Linked DNA regions of Triticum aestivum: region 1 is linked to region 2. Evidence: chromatin contacts called from public Hi-C data. All regions are on one chromosome and are shown on one strand. The core of a region is the stretch at or near the end of the contact, and the rest is flanking DNA. Distances in the headings are between cores, read along the strand shown.

Region 1 (2,700 bases), core at 146-2,645, 91 kb after region 2:
AACTATATATGCTTTGAGCAGACAGAAAATAGTTGTAATATCCAAATATTTTTCACACTTACACCATTGGTACCCCTCATTGACGGTTCTACATTTTTTTGAGGGCAACACAATGGATTTCATTGCTCAATAGGAAGATTTACAGGAATGGTGTTTGGATCATAGGGCAGATCCGACCAAGTATGTCTACCTGCTGCAAAGAGAGCGAAAATCTAGCTAGATTGTGTGCTTCAGTGTTACAAGTTCTACCTTCAAACACAAAACTACAAGAAATAAAATCAACCATCCATTGTGTGATCTCCCTAATCATGACCCCATGCACAACTTCGGTCTTCATGAATATCATCAAGTATTGATCTGCAATCTGAGGCAGCATATAACCTTTGAACTCCCGGATCAACGGCGAGTTAGGGCCTCCCGACACGCAATGGCCTCAAGCGTTGTTGGTTCAGTTATCCCCTGGATCACAAAAGAAGACGGTCCTAAATATGTTCCATGATCATCTCGGCACACTACCGAAGTTGTTCCCCGGCCTAGTGGCACATCTTGAAGCCCATGTTGGGTCGACTGGATGGGCCAAACAGAAGGGGATTGCTTGTGGGCCCGTGTTCCAAGGCCCAAGAGTAAATGTGTTGTATAGAAAATCCCGTGAGCTGGGCGGGCCATAGCACGGGCTGGCCCTAACATAGCTCAGCCCCTGGATGTGTCGGCACTGTTGTATTCGGAAGATTAGATCTGACTGCATGCTCCATTTGCAAAAGTCGTCTATTACAGCCAAACCAATCTACAAGATAAATCATCACGAGGGACTGCGCGCCTCTGTCGCTCCGCTTGCGTGACGCCAACCCATCTGGAACGACGCGCCGAAAGTCAGAGGATTTCATGTCTATCCTGGTGTGCTCCAGAAGGATCGCGTACGCATAACCTTCCGTTTCAACTTTCCTGCATTATCTATCTACAAAGCTACAACGGACGCCTCATCGCCGTCCGTTTCGACCCCCTGCATTATCTATCCGCAAGCCTACAACGGCGCCCCATTGCCGCCTGTTTTCACGCTCAATTAAACTAGCCCACAGTATGCGGCTTTGCCACGTGATTCACGCGCACGTCTCCGTCGCAATTCGGCGGGGATAATAAGATAAGAAAAAAATGAGATAAAACCCCTTTAATCAACAAGAGGGGGCAATTTATTTTCCGCAATAAATTTTTTCCCAAGAAAACCCATGGCAGCCCTGAATTTCTATTTTCGGTGTAGAGCTGGTGTGTGCGCGGAGCTGAATGACTGTCCGGTGGGGGCAGTAACCCAATCCTCTGACCGGCTTGTCGCGCTCCGGCGGCAGCCACTTTAATGGCCCCGAGGCGACACCTGTCCCTCCCCCCACCTCGCCGCCGCGATCGCCTCCCGCAAAGCCGCACCAACTCCGCAGCAACACGCCCCCCGATGCTCCCCTCCCCCCCGCTCCGCCTTGTTTTCTAAACCAAAAATCTCGCCTTTCTGTAAAACTAGATTTCCCCTTGCTAATTCGGGTATTATACCGCCGGCTAATCACACTCCACCCGCTGTCGCCCGCCCCCTTGTTTATAAGCCCAGCCCCCCCTCCCTTGCCTTCTTTGTCGGTCGCCTTTGTGGGATAGAGTCGCCGAGAGAGACCGCCGGAGGAATTTTCGCTGCTGGTGGTGCGGGAGAGGGAGGGATCTTGGGGGAATTCGGTGTGGGGGTTGTGGTGTGAGGAGGAGGAGGGATGGAGATGCCGGGAGGGAGCGGCGGGGCCGGCGCGCTGGCCAGGCAGGGGTCGATCTACTCGCTGACGTTCGACGAGTTCCAGAGCGCGCTCGGCGGCGCCGGCAAGGACTTCGGGTCCATGAACATGGACGAGCTGCTCCGCAACATCTGGACGGCCGAGGAGTCCAACGCCATCGCGGCCACCCTGACGCCGGCCACCACGGCCGCCCCGGCGTCCAATGTCGACGCCCTGCCCCAGCCGCCGCCGCTGCAGCCGCAGCAGCAGGCCATCCTGCGCCAGGGCTCCATGACGCTGCCCCGCACGCTCAGCCAGATGACGGTCGACGAGGTCTGGCGCGACATCATGGGCTTCTGCGACGAGGAGCCGCCGGCGCCCCCCGCGCCGGCGCCGGCCCAGGCTCAGGCTCAGGCTCAGGCGGAGGCCCAGGCGCAGCGGCAGCAGACCCTGGGGCGGATGACGCTGGAGGAGTTCCTGGTGCGCGCCGGCGTGGTGCGGGAGGACATGGGGGGCCAGACCGTTGTCGTGCCGGCGCGGGCGCAGGCTCTGTTCCCTCAGGGCAATGTGGTCGCGCCGGCCATGCAGGTGGCGAACGGGGTGGTGCACGGAGTCGTCGGGCAGGGGCCTGGCGTGGCGATGACGGTGGCGGCGCCGACGACGCCGGGCGTGCTGAACGGGTTCGGCAAGATGGAGGGCGGGGATCTCTCGTCGCTGTCGCCGGTGCCGTATCCCTTCGACACCGTGACGAGGGCCAGGAAGGGGCCTACCGTCGAGAAGGTGGTCGAGAGGAGGCAGAGGCGCATGATCAAGAACCGGGAGTCCGCCGCCAGGTCCCGCCAGAGGAAGCAGGTGAAGCTCTCGTTCTTCAACCATACGCCTTTTGCTTAACTAATCTGAAATATTATCTGAACCCGAACCCAGGTTCACAGGGTGTCTATATCGGGTATGCCCCTCGGTC
Region 2 (2,700 bases), core at 149-2,648:
GCAGGGTCGCTACGAGGACAGCACTCTCTATGGCAAGTGTGCTGGCCCAGGTGAGTGCCCATGTGAGTTTGCTTGGTATTCTGCCGCCGTTTTTTTTTCTTCTCTCCTTTTTGTAATTTTACAGAAAATAACAAAAACTGATTGTAACTTTAAAAATCTTTGTATTTTCAAATTTTGTTCATATTTTAAATAATGCTTGAAATTTTAAAAAAATCGGATTTAAAATGAATTCGTAATTCAATAGAATGTTCGTAAACTTTAAAATTGTTCATATTTTTTTTAAAAAAAAGGGATTTAAAAACTATTCACTTTTCCAAAGGTTGTTCATTTTTGAATCTGATAGTCCATTCAAGTTTGTGAACTTGTTTTGAATTTATAAACCTTATTGATTTCGTGAATTTTGATTGAACATATTTTCTGTGTAGTGGAAAAAAGAAAAAATGGGAGGAAAACCCACTAATTGTACCTACGCTACTACATCATTCAGCCATCCAAGATATCGGGTCGTCCACACCACGCCAGCCAAGTAACCCGACGGGAGTGATCGCTTGATCGGGATAGCTGTGGGCGATACATGCCACTGCCCTGCTCCTGGTTGGTGGTCAAGGTGATGGGGAGGATCTCTCGAAGGCTTGACATAGCCTTTTTTGGTTTTGTTTTCTTTGTTTTTCGGCGAGACATAGCCGCGCCCCTTATTAATAGCCCCAAACTAGAAAATGGACCTGTCCCAGGCTCCGAGCAACGGTTATATGCAGCTATTTCATTCAGGGCCGCCCCCGTTACCCGCCAGGTCCAGATAATGCTAGTCCACAGGTCCACATTTTTGTCTTAAAAACAAAAAGGCCGCAACTGACAATTCCACGAACGAAAAGTCCAAAAGAAGCCGAAAGGCAGTATAGGCAATTTTCCTCCAAAAAAAAAGGAAAGGCAGAAGGCAAAGCACAACGCAAAAAAACCCATATTCTACCGAGGCAGGCAAGAAGCACAAAGCAAGCAACCAATTGACAGACGCCAGGAAACCCACACACACAGGTACCAGCCTAGACTACCAGTATTCCGAACTCTCCGTCACGTTGCAGTAACTTGTAAACTAGTGCAGGAACTTTGCCCAGCTGTCGCCCCGCATGTGCCCGTCCAATATTCAACCCCCTCGCCTTCCAGAGACATCGCCTAGTTTTTACCCACCTGCCGGGAAAGGATATTCCGCTTCTTTCCCAATAGAAAACTCCTCCGACGACCGGAAACCCCACCCCACCCTGCCCGCCCGCCTGCCGCTCCCACAGTGACGCAAAACGGTAGGTAGCGACGGGGACGGGATCACGGAGCGCGGTACGGTCCCCTTTTTTAGTAGTACCACCCCATGCCCATGGATGATTCTGCGGTGACCAGTGGCTTCCACGGGAAACAACACCGGAGCGCGCGACGTGGAGGCCGGGGGGCCGCTGCGTTATTCAAACCCGGGGCATTGCCCGTGCTGGCGTGGGCCGATAGGCGCCAGGCGATATAGAATAGAGCGGGTGAGGTGGTGATACCGATGCCACGGGCAGAAAGGAAAGGCCGGGCTTCCGGTCCGGTTCGGCGAGGGCGGAGAGCGACCCGGCTCCGATCCCATGCAGGCTGACTGACATGATCCACTCACGCCTGTGCGCGCTCAGGGAGACAGCGGAGCCGGCGAGCCTGACGGGCGCAACTGTGGGTGGCGTCCATTTGGCCGTCGCTCGTGGTGACATGTTTGTGGCGGGGATGTGCCTGGGATGATGGGAAGCCCTTCGCGATCGTGACCGCGCCGCTTGGCCGTCTAGAAAGCAGGAGTCCTGTCAGGTTTGTGCTCTTCCACCGGGAGGCTCTCGGGGCTTTGGCAGGGCAAGCACTGTTGGTCGTGCTACATCATCCCTTCTCACTTTCTTAGACAATCTGTGTTTATAATTGACATTTCCCCACAGCCGCCTCATCTCTAAGAAAAGCCTAGCCTACCATTGCCGAGCCACCAGTCTTTCTCGTCTCCGGTGAACTTAGGGCATCACATTGCGGTGGATCCCGACCCTTGCCGGTGAGAGGGCTTTGTTTTTAGAGAGATTTGTAAGCGCTTTGCGTCATTCTTAGCAAGACGAGACGGCGGCGGCTCTCTGGAGATTGAATAAAGTTCTCCCTGCCTAGGCCCCGTCCCGGTAGCGTGTTTATAGCATCGTCGATGGGCATGTGCAGGTGTGTCTGGCGGATTTGTCCTTGGTGAATTTGCTTGGATCTGGTCGTAATTCATCTATATTCGTGTGTCTTCAGGCTGAATCCTTCGGACCTACTCTACTCTTCACTGGCGCTCGTTGTTGTCCTGCTGCGTTGGTTCGGTGGGGCCTTAACACAATGACTTTCTCGCTATCTACTACAACAAGTTTTGGCCAGCTCTGGCGAGGGAGAGACAATGACGGTAGCACGTCTTCGACTCACTTCAGTGCTTGTAGTTGCCGCTAGGTGGTTTATAAGTCTGTATGTAATTTTTATTATTTCGGATGTTCGTTGTACTGCTATGATTGAAGATGAACAGATTGAAGATTTTCTGGCAAGAAAATTTTTTTGCAGTCTCCATACGTACTCCTTTTTGTACTTCCTCTGTACTGAAATATATGTCGTTTAAGGGTTTCATGTACAAATTTGGTTACGTTACGAAAATTTTGGAGTTTCCCAAAATGCCCCCCCCCACTC

Evidence for each region. Hi-C and Micro-C count contacts between places; a contact is called where the count stands out from the background.
Region 1: a Hi-C map of leaf shows a contact between it and region 2, with 4 times the contacts expected there. The contact joins the promoter of LOC123149675 here to the enhancer-like site in region 2. A contact is called at or near these places in 3 of 5 Hi-C or Micro-C datasets (all in leaf).

Annotation. Positions count from the first base shown.
Region 1 is chr7A:130,182,712-130,185,411 of IWGSC CS RefSeq v2.1, forward strand. It overlaps LOC123149675 (bZIP transcription factor 46), which reads left to right and starts at 1,396. Exons shown (of 4, transcript XM_044569382.1): 1 at 1,396-2,591. The coding sequence starts at 1,743.
Region 2 is chr7A:130,091,368-130,094,067 of IWGSC CS RefSeq v2.1, forward strand. No RefSeq gene overlaps it. Among protein-coding and RNA genes, the nearest start is that of LOC123149675, 91 kb to the right of the region's middle. Within about 2 kb of position 1,399, at least 5 of the 8 cell types and tissues checked have an H3K27ac peak or open chromatin away from gene starts, as enhancers often do. A contact at or near this core is called in leaf, where this site is marked.